Regions from separate parts of the Anas platyrhynchos genome. Here region 1 is linked to region 2. A link is a contact called in public Hi-C data. All regions are on one chromosome and are shown on one strand. The core of a region is the stretch at or near the end of the contact, and the rest is flanking DNA. Distances in the headings are between cores, read along the strand shown.

What was found. Hi-C and Micro-C count contacts between places; a contact is called where the count stands out from the background.
Region 1: a Hi-C map of small yellow follicle shows a contact between it and region 2, with 7 times the contacts expected there. The contact joins the promoter of DOCK5 here to the enhancer-like site in region 2. A contact is called at or near these places in 5 of 8 Hi-C or Micro-C datasets (F1 follicle, liver, skeletal muscle and 2 more).

What each region holds. Positions count from the first base shown.
Region 1 is chr23:2,598,326-2,603,868 of IASCAAS_PekinDuck_T2T, forward strand. DOCK5 (dedicator of cytokinesis 5) reads left to right here and starts at 2,721. Exons shown (of 57, transcript XM_038167006.2): 1 at 2,721-2,843.
Region 2 is chr23:2,479,483-2,485,029 of IASCAAS_PekinDuck_T2T, forward strand. The region is part of intron 2 of LOC119713503 (a long non-coding RNA gene); the gene reads right to left. Among named protein-coding and RNA genes, the nearest start is that of NEFM, 94 kb to the right of the region's middle. Within about 2 kb of position 1,464, at least 2 of the 8 cell types and tissues checked have an H3K27ac peak or open chromatin away from gene starts, as enhancers often do. A contact at or near this core is called in small yellow follicle, where this site is marked.

The DNA of each region.
Region 1 (5,543 bases), core at 1,471-3,970, 120 kb after region 2:
GGAAATTCTCAATTGGTAAAGGTATTTTCTGACCTCTGGGCACAAGGACAGAATAACTTTTGAAATTTCTAGGGTTGGCACATTTACTAAATCAGACTCGAGAACATTGTTGTTGAGCCGAAGTGGTGCTGGGCATCTAAAATATTTATGAGACTGTGGTTGTTTGAGAACTGAATCCCATATACAACGTTTAGTACTTTTCTTATCCCAACATCAGTCATTTATAGCAGGGGATGCCAGCAGAAGAGTAAAACTGAATGCCACGTTACCAGGTTAGCAGAGGCTTTGAGGCTGTGAATACTGGACTTGTTTAGCTGGGGAGAGGAGCTTTCAATTAAAAATTGCCTGTTGCCTTGCTGTAGTAGGAAATTGAGAGCCAGTTGGCACGTCTCAGAGCCTGACTGATAAACAGGCACAGCCACAGTGTCTGGGGGATGTTCTCGTTCAGCACATTTTCTAAGCAGCCTCCAGAAGCTGAGGTGCTGTGGATGTACAATCAGATATTAGTTACCCTGCTCTGATGAGTCAGTCCTAAGCAGGGAGATGTGCTTATTTCATCTGCCCAAAGATACATTTTTCTGTTCTTTTCAGCACCAGCAGGAGCTAGTCAAGCCTGTGATTAACACAAGATGGAATGGTAACAGTTAACCTCTGCGTTACTGCACCAACTCCTCTGACATTAAGGAGAGTGGCACCTTTCAGTGGCACTTCAGAAGTGGTGTAAGTTACATGCTGTCACTATTTAGACGAATAATCCCTCCTGGACCTGCTTTTACCGTGTTGTTGGGAAATGTTTCCTTTACGTTCACGGGCTACAAGATATGACAAAATTGGTTGTACCCAGATTTAAAGTTCTTTGGGTAGTCATCAAGAAATCAGGTGCTACTCCTGAATATTTACAGCCCCTTTGTTCTGGAAAACAACAGCTTAGAATTCATCTTCCATGCCTCAAATTTCCAGCTACCATTCTTCCTTCCCAGCTCGTGCTTGCCTAATTACATTGCAAGTGCTCAATAGCAGGCACTCTGTCCAAATTTATGTACATACAATATCTAGTGTATTTGTGGACCTCTACAATGTGCAGCAATATTAATAAAAATAAGGCATAAAAGTAGCACTTCTTGATCCATTAAGATAATGGTTTGTCATCATTTCACTAAAGAAATCTGTACAAGCTCTAAGATGTACTTCTGCTTTGAAGTACTGGGGAAAAGGTTCCAAGCTACTTTTTATGATTTCGGGAAAAGATACATAGTTGTTTTTAATACCCATTGTATATTCAAGATGGAAAGCAGTTTTTCATTAATTCTTCTTTTTTAACTTCAATAGTGGCTACAAGCAACTTGTTTTTAATCTTTGGAGTGTGTATGTGAAGAGAGCTAAGAGGAAAGAGTCGCAGTATCCACATCTGCTGCCGTTAGATCAAAGTCAGGGGCATGTATCTCCCTGTAAGGCTGGGCTGTGTCCTCTGTTTCATTTGTTAAAATGACTTGTGAGCATGGCAGCATTTCCAGTAAGCTTGAGGAAAGAAGCAGCACAAGCTGGGTTGTTCCTGTAACTAATACAGCCTTTAAATCTGGGAGCATCTGAGGCTTGGGTTTAAGACCAGTAGTCCTGGAGATCAGATGTTGAGAGAGCTGGCTGATGCTGTGTGTCTGCAGAAAAGAGAAGCCATTCTGCCAGCTCACAGCCCTGGTGCAGCTGCTCCTGCAGCCATTAGAAAGCTGACGGCTTTGTAGGCTCAGCACGGTCGGGGAGGTGAAGGTGCATCTTGGGGATGTGTGTGGGATGAGTGAGGGGGAGGAAAGGAGGAGTTATTTCTTCCAGCACTGAAGCCTGAGTGAGACAGGAGGCGACCTACCGAGTTCAGTGCTCCCCAGGGCTTGCTGCTGGTGTGCTCAGAAAAAAGAACGCATTGCAGATTTCATTTAGGCTGGCCAAGGCTGTTAAGCTGCATCTAGGGCTTGCCTTGAGGGGCAGAGTTACTATCCAGATAATCTGACCTAAATCATTCCTTCAGGAGGCTTGTCACGCTTGGGAGCAACCCGCGCTGGACTGAGAAGTGCTGTGCACAGTGAGGAAGGAAAAGGCCCAAAGGAAGGGTTAATTTGGAATTCACAGCTCCCTGGGGGCAGACTGGAGCCTTTGAAGCTCTGTGCACCCTGTCAGCGCCTCCTGTCGGGAACTCACCCCCGTGGAGCTGCAATTTAGGGGGAGAGGAGAGGGCAGAAAGGAAGTTGAAACATTTTTCCTGGACTTCTCAAGGAATCTGCCAGCGTGAGGTGAAATAAAGGGCCTGGGATTGCTGTGTCAGGGACAGCAGAGGTAGCTGCAGCCCAAGGGGAACTTAAGCAAAGTTTTTCAGTGTTCTCAGGGGAGGATGGGACGAAAGGGGATTTTACCATTTCTGCAGATGAAAAAGGAAGGAGCGTTAACCCTTGGCAGTGTCCTCTGCCTGTCACTGCAGGGGTGTGGAGGCAGGACCTGGCACTGCCGCCTGTACCAGGAATTTATTGCTAGAGCCCTGCTAAAAGCAGGGAAGGGAAGGAAGAGGGAGAAGTGATCGTCTGAGTGGCTGCTGTCAAGTGCTGCTTTGACAAAGCATTGCTCAGGCTGCCTCTTCTCTCCACCCTCTGGGAAGCTGCTGCTTCTGCAGCAGGTCCGGTTCCTGGCAAAAGTTCAGCACTGCAGCAACTTTCCAGGAGGAGAAGGGAGGGAGAGAGGAGGAGAGTCCCGCATAGAGGAGGAGCTACCATGTCCCAGGCTCCCTCTGGACAGAAGTGTAACTGCTAAAAGCAAGAAAAAAAAATGCAGAGGGCAAGCCTCTTTCTTATCCAGGAGCGGTGAGTGCTCTGCACCAACTTCCCTATAGTTAACAGAAGTTTTTGGTGGCCTTATCACAGCCAGACCTCACCCCAAGAGCTAGTGTTTGTGATTGATACTGCATCAAATTCTTCTCCAGAGGAGCTAAAAATGATGCAGAAAAATGGGGCGATGGGAGTATCCGTGGGATCAGAACAGTTTTAGCCCGGGGAAGGTGTTCTTCTCTGAGTGCCCGAGAGGAGGTACAGGTGAAACTGGGGGGAGCAGACAGAAAATGTTCATTTTTGGGGAGAGGAGTAAACAGACAACACGTAAGAGGGAGGTGTTAAGTCAGGAATAGAGAGTTGGGTTGCCAACAGGTAGGAAATCAGGACGGACCAAGCAGAAACTGAGCAAAGGGCTGAGAAGTGAGTGAGTGGGCTCTGTACAACTGTGGGTCTCTTCTCCCTTGCCTCCCACAGCCTCTGCCAAGCGTTCGAGGCAGTGTTTGTGGACACCGAGTGCTTCTCCCACCGAGTCCAGATTGCAGGAACAGAAACTATGTCCCCCGTGGGGGTGGGAAGAGCCCAGTTTCCAACTCCAGTCTGCGTGGAGGGGGATTAAATTCTCCGTCTGCAACCAGCCTTGCACACAGAGCGATTTTTGGGTGACAAATGCAGCTTGTGAATCTTTTCCCACCTGCACCTTTAGGTGCCTCCTGCAGGAGAGCAGCAGGAGGTGTGTGGGGCTGGACGTGCAGTGCTTGGTGGCCCTGCTGTGCCTTTTCTATCCCGTGCGAGGTGGTAAAGGCATTGGGGTACAGCCATGTGGGAGATGGGGTGTAGGAGAGGAGGCATCAGCTGCTCCCAGGGAGTGGGAGGTGAGCGTGGCAGTGGGAGTTAATGGCTTTTCTGCAGCTCCGAGGGAGCAGAGCAGCTTCTGGCTGCGGTGGGGAGATAACGGGCTGGGGGCAGCTTTGCTGTTCTCCCTGGAGCAGACCCTGGGGAGGCAACGGAGAGAGCTGTGGCTCTTTGTAATTATTTGCAGGGGGATTTCTGGACAGGAGGAGACCAGCTCTCTGTGTGAGTGGCTCTGGCTTGGCTGCAGCTTTCTCCTGCAGCGATGGCTTTACAGGGACAGGCAGGCCTGGAGCTGGCAGCCGGGGAAGGGCGGTGGCTGCTGCCAGCTCCCCTCTGCCGCAGGAGGCTGCTGAGTCACTCCTGCAGCGCCTGCTCCTCTCTCAACCTCCAGGCTTTCCTAGGCACCCGCAGTGAGACTGATGGAGACAACGCAGCCTCTTTATCTCCAGCCCTTTCTCTCTCTGTCGCTTTTTTTCCCCCCTTCTGGGTCCCAACCAAAGGCAGACACTGCTTTATAATTTATTTTTTTTTTTTTAAAAAAGCTATAGCCACCATAAAGTGTGGCTGAATCTACTTCTTTGATAATAGATCTTCCCGTTCCTCTAGAGAGCAACAATAATATTTGATGAATACAGTGAATGCTGCAGCATTTTTTTTCTTTAAAGGAGCCCTACTGGGCATTGAATCAGCAATTATTATCCACCGGGCAGACATTTCTTGGAAGTAGGGCTGGAGTGTGGGGGAGAGACATGATTTTTTTATTTATTTTATTTTTTTTTTCAGAAATAAGCAGCAATAAAGCACTTTGTACTGCTGCTTTCCACTGCCTGCTGTACAAGCTATTCCTCTAACCTCTTTTTCCTTAGGGATTGCTGCAGAACTTGTTGGTAAAACTCTTCAAAACAGCCCAGCATGCAGCTTTAGGGAGGATGCTCTGCAGGGAGTGAACCTTGTGCAGCAGGACTGTGCTTGTTTCACAAGTAGGGGTGTGAGGAGAAATAGGTGCTGGCTGAATGCTGATGGCCAGCATAGACAAAGCTTCTATCGGTGTTTCACTGTTCTCTCAAGCATTAGTGCTCTTTAAACAACTGCAATACCTGCTTGGAGTTTCATAAATGTAATGGTCTTGGTCCCCTGAAAATCTAAGTATTTGTTTGAGCAGTGGCTGATGACTCATTGCTTTGTGCCTTACAGCTCTATATTGAACTACCCTATAGCCTTACCTCATTCATGTCATTACAAAGATATTAACGCTACTTTGTCTTAAGATAAGCTCATGCTAACTACTTTAAATTCCTGTTTTAATTTGTTCAGAACTTCTCTATGTATTTTTCTAAAGCAAAAGTTAATTTTTAGAAGTTCTTTGGGCTTGCTATATTTTAAAGCAGGACCTTGAAATTTAATAATGCTGGGCATTATGTCAGTTGAATCTGTTTTGTCCATTACAAAGAAGCCTTTTAATGACGATCATAGTTTTTTTCCAGAACACTTGTAGATTCATATAAATATACCAAAATGTTATATTAATATACTTATTTTATTATTTTCCTTTAGTGTTTAATGCCCTGTACTGTTTACAGCATGCAATCCAAATTCTGCATTGAATACCATTAAGTTTTCTATTTTTTCCCCATGGGCTCACACTAATTGATTCTAAAATGCATAAAATGGTTGAAATGTATGCAAGGAAAAACATTCCATTATTTAATGAGCCATTCAAAGTCAGCTCCTCGTCCTCCAATGTTTATGGAAAAGCAAGGCCAACTGCAGCCAGCCCCACAATAAGTCTGGCTCGTTGGCTCTTCCTAGCCTGAAATCTTAGCCTTAAAATAGAGCCACGAGCCCAGCAGGGTTTATTAGGTACAGAAAAATAAAGTAAAA
Region 2 (5,547 bases), core at 214-2,713:
ACAACAAAAAAAAAAAACACGCTACCCAGCCCTCTTCCGTGATAAGGCTTCACAACAGTAGAAGACCCACGGGATGACTTGAACAGACAAGAAAACTGAAAAAGCACAGCGCAGTCTCCCAGTCAAGGTGCTGGAACAGATGAATAAGATTCCCCCCCTGCAGAGATGCCGACTGAGCTCCTACATACTTGGCTGCGGGCATCTGAGTCCACAGCTCTCACACTGCATACGATGCCTTGATGCCTTCTTTCTTGTTACACACACCTGAGCACAGCACGAAAAACCCCACTGCCAGCGTGACACCGCTCATGTAGCTTACAACCAGATTTTAAGGCACCGCTCCCTCTGTGACTCTCCAGAGGTGCTGAGGGACTGGCTCCCATGCCAGCGGTCAGATTTCTTGGCACTTAGCAGCTGCAGTCGAGGGCTGGCTTTTCAGAAGAGTTTAGCATCTCCTATACACCCAGTCCATCAAGCTCACTCACCTGGAAACTCAATTCCAGCCTGAAGTTCCCTGTGCTTCAGCTCCACGTGTTCGAAATGAGGACACCACCTCCTCTTTCCTCTCCAAACTCAGGCCCTCACTCACCCCCATGGGCTGCGGAGGGGATGCCCAGCTCCATTTTGGGCTGAACCTGCTGGGACCAGGTATCTAAACTTTCATGCTGTGTCCGCATGCCTTTTGGGATCCCCTCTCCTCTTTTTTTCCAGGTGTTTGCTGTAGCACATGCAAAAGGCTCTGTGTTGATCTTCCCTAGAAAAAGAATGGCTTGCAGTAACCATGCTAAGGTGTATATCAAAAACCACTGATGTGACCACCTAACACACAATTTACTGACACACCACTCTGCCGGGAGAGATCTTTGTTTAAGAATTCCTCTGGTGAAGCCCTGAGAAGGATAACAAATAACTCTGCCTAGGTCCAGGCACGCTGCAGCACCCCAGTGCCCAAAAAGGGTGAGGGAGAGGCAGAAAATGCAGTGGGGACCTCAAGCCTGAATCATCTGGCAATCACCAGACCTCCAGAGAGCTGTAATTCACGGTGAATTTTTCATGCTAGAATCAGCTGTGTGCGGCAGGCACACAGCCGAATGGAAAATAAACCTGAAATATTAATGATCCACAGCAGAGTGCAGGCAGGAAGAGATCCATAAACGAGGACAGGGAACCTTAGATAGCCTGCTAGAATTGCTCCTTTCTCGTCTCAAACAAGTGAGTTAAAATAACAGGCTTTGTCCCGCAGGCACTAGGATGGGAGAGTGATGGATTCCAGGTTTTGGGGCGTGCAGCAGCTGCTCTGGGTGCACCACGCAGGGAACCTGGGTTAGCTCAGCCTCACAGGGCGATTTTGGGGCTCAACCACCACGGCTTGGCTGGTGCTGACACCCAGCGTGTCCTCCCAAATTGTGGGGCTGAGCAGCACAAGTCACAAGGCAGACAAAGCATAGAGAAGAGGACGGAATGGGCCTCGTTCTGCGCTTATCAGCACCTCTGGGCAGCTGTCTAGACATTGTAAATCAGCAGACTTCCCCCTCTCACTGATAAGAGCTGACCCCAAACTCTTTGAATTTAACCAGAGTGGAAACGCAAGACCTCTATGTCAGTAACAAGCAAGAGCTAATTCATACCACCATAATGTTTTTTGTTTCCCTTGAATGATTATATTCCTGATTTTACACTTATTCCTTATTCATGTTACCATTTCCTTGCCTTAAAAGCCATCCTGACACAGGGTTAGAGTCATTTACTCAATCACTGCCATCATTAGGAGGGCTGCAATCAGAAGAGTAGTGCCTTCTCATTACTTATTTAAAACGTGCCGAGCAGCATGGATGTTTAAGATATATGCTAAATTATGCCCAACATAAAGTGGAAGAAAAAGCAGGTATCCACGTGCAAATTCTGAGCATCTCCAGAGTACCCCGTGGTGTGGGGGAGGAAAGGAGAAGCTCCAGTATTAAAAAAAATAAATAAATATTGGACCAGCAGTTGCATTTTTTACACCAAGAATAAACCTGGTAGAAAGTGTTACTCAAAGTGAAAAAATGGTGGATATATTTGGCCCGCTGAATTTATACACCACGTTTTGTTAGGAAAGAGAGGATACAATCCCGGGTAGAGGAAACCATCTCGAAGTTGTGTAGCATCTTTCCCTCAGATTGATTTTGACATGTTTAGCAAACTGTGTTCGTGCAAACCATACCCCAGCAGCTGCAGCAGAAGGCAGATAGTGGGAGGTTTTGCAAAAGCTGGGATTTGGACCACCCTTTTCCCCGTGAAGTGAGAGCTGCTGGTGCTCGACCCTGCTGCAAAGCGTGGGTGGTGCAGCGTGTCCTGTCTCTGTGAGCCTGGGAAGAAACAAGACCCTGGCTGGAACTGCTATAGCTGCTCACTTCCCTGCAAGCCGCCGTTGCTGCTAATGGCACATCCCAGCACCTTCAGCCAGGGCGTGCTTTGTGAATCCACCCAAACCTGGAGCAGGGCTGCTGTGAAGCTTTGACTCAACCCATCTTATCTGAAAATGTTAGCCACAAAAGAGAGGCTATCACTCAACTGTCTCCTAGCAAATTTTCATCCCCACGTGCAGGACTCAACCTCTGACTGCTCCCTGGAGCCCCCAGCACTGGGCTGTGCCCTCCCTGCACACAAGAGAGGTTTAAGCCAATGGACAAAAACTGACCTGGAACAGCACAGGGCTCCCTGCAAGCTGCTGCATTCCCCAAAACGGGGTGCCAGGAGCCAGCCCCTCATTGCACAAGCTCCCCATGAGAAGCACCTTTTCCTGTACAGCCCAGCACTGCTGCATGGAGCCTCATCCTGCCCCATGGTCCCAGCCAGTTTCCCCCCCCCCAGGTCTGCATTCACAGAGACACTCACTGCCATCAGCTCATGGAATAAATCATGAGTGCTGCTCTTATTATTTATGAGTATCACTGTGTTCTGGAGAGGGCTGCATACGCCCAGGCTTGGAAGGAGACAGGAACAAAGGAGGAGAGTTGTAGTCTTTAAGAATACATGGAAAGCATGAGAAGAATACTGTGCTCATACAAAGAATACTCGGTATGTAAAGGCACATGTAAACTGCTACATAAACATCTATAAGTGCTAAAGACACGTATATAAATCATTCTATGATCTAAACCAGATAGAAACATGCATACGAGTGCAGAACACTGGCCATTTAATGCCATCTACATGTAGAGAAGATATTCATTTAGAAAATATTTAACATAACATGGAGCTATTACAATTTTATATATATGTATCACAATGTTTTGGGGCCAACTTATTTCTTTCCATCACAATTATTAATCAATCTTTTAACACCAACCTTTGTAGTCATCTAATATCTCTTCCAGGCAATCCTTTGATAGATAGCCAGCAGAGCCTGGTGTGTGTTGCACATGACATTTAGAAAAACCCTTGAGCAGAATTTATTTTACATTGTTTTTCAGGTAAATCAGATATGGAATAAAACCTATAAACAGTTCTAAAACTGCTGAGCAGCTGAAATAGTAATTAAACTTCAAAAAAAAACAAACAACAAAGAGGTAGTTTTCTTTACTAATTTTTCCCTTGCATGTATGACTTGGATCACTATGCTCAGCTGGACAAACTGTACTTCACCCTGTGGTATTTCTGAAATTAATGGGGCCATGGATTTTTAAAAAGTAAAAAAAAAAAAAAAGGTGTCAATCTTCAAAATTTTGTTGTTGTTGTTGTTTTTTGTTTTTTGTTTTTTTTTAATAAACCTTTCCAGAATTTTATTATTTTGAAGAAGGAATGAAAGTAGTTTCACTCCATGTTCCAGGCTTCTTTATTTCCCTTTCCTTGGTATTTATAGTCCTGATTTTTTAATTTATTTTACACAAAGAAAAGAAAGGAGAAGAGGGAAAAAGAATAAAACCAACCTCTTCTACCCTCCATGAAATAATCACTTTTTATTACATCAGATGGAAAGCTCTAAATATTTTTTCAGTGAATTTTTAAAAAACTACATTCCCTGAATCTTTTATGCTTTGCCAACCATCTCTAGAAGCTTTTTAAGACAGATTTGCTTCCGCATTACGAACAGGGAAGCAGAGGTATGAGATCTGGCATTAAAGCACAAACTCGGTGTCCTTGTGCCACATTCCTCAGGTTGGGGCAAAGTGTTTTGCGCAGGGTACAAGGACTGCAATGTAAACAGCTCCCTTCAATCTTTATATTTAATTTTGAGCACATACTTAGATAAGAAACATTCATTTGTTATAGCATCACTGATTTTGCCTTTTTTTTTTTCCCTTCTATTGACAAAGGTCCTCCAACTGTGCCATCAGGGAAAGCGATAAGGATGCTGTTAGACACCACACATACAACTTCAACCATAACCAGAAACATCTGTAACATTACTCTTACTGCTTCCCTGGCAATATTTGCATCCCAGTTCGATCTCTGCAGAGGTCAGTGGCAACGCTTTCATAGATTTAACGTGACCTTCACAAACGCTCCTGTTTTCTATTTATACTGTAACACTAAAATTTCATTTTCTGACTGAGCTTGCGTCGAGCTGCCTGACAGACAATAAATATAATCACACTTAAGTTAATGGGCAGGACACCAAAACCAAAAGCTTTTATTTTCATTAAACATCATTACATGTGGCAAGTCTTTTATCAAATCTGTCTCCTATATTCACTTTATTAAAAAGTCCATCACCCTAGACCGCTTAATGTAGTCAGCAAGGACAGAGAGTAAATTTTTATTAAACACAGGTGGAGACAGACTCCTGAAAAGTAAATACATTCAAAAAGCCTCTTTAGAAAGGATTTTGAAAGGACATGCAAAATGAAATAAATAATTCAAAGGCTGTGGGGAAGGAAGGGGGGTTATTCTACAAACAGTAGAACCTATTTCAGCTACAAAAATAGCACGAGTCTTATAAAACCCAAATCAACACTATTTAGATGAACATGGAAGTTAAATATTTAGATACTTTTGAATACCCAACCTCAGTACACACATTACAATGAGCTTCCAAGCCCGCAAACTACCACTCACCAACAGACTGATGTACAATTCGTGGCTCCAAGGACTTCTAGGAATGGCTACGTGAGTTATATGGCAAGGACGGCTGCATCAAAAAGTTACTTCCCCTCACTGTCATCTGCTAGCTTTAAGAACTATGGTTAGGACATCCAGAAAAGTTATTTATCTCAGACTGTATTTATAGTTTGAGCATTTACTTTCAGAGCATCTAAGGGACCAGTTTCTAAGGGAGCAGAGGAACCACTGATGTGAAGCACTTTGACTAGGGTTGGGGCTGTTCACCCAATAGAAAACTGAACCAGCTAATTTTCTACCTGTCTTTGTGACTCCAAAAGTTAAATAAAGAGGGACAAATAAGTCAGACTTGTAGATTCAAACTAGACAGGCTTTTATGATTGCTGGTGTGTCTGCTGAGGAAAAGGAAGGAGAGAGATTGGGCAATCTGGCGCCCCATTCCTCAACACCCAAAGCACTGGCAGACCCTAGGCTGTAAGGCATTAGGGCTAGACCAAAGGTTTA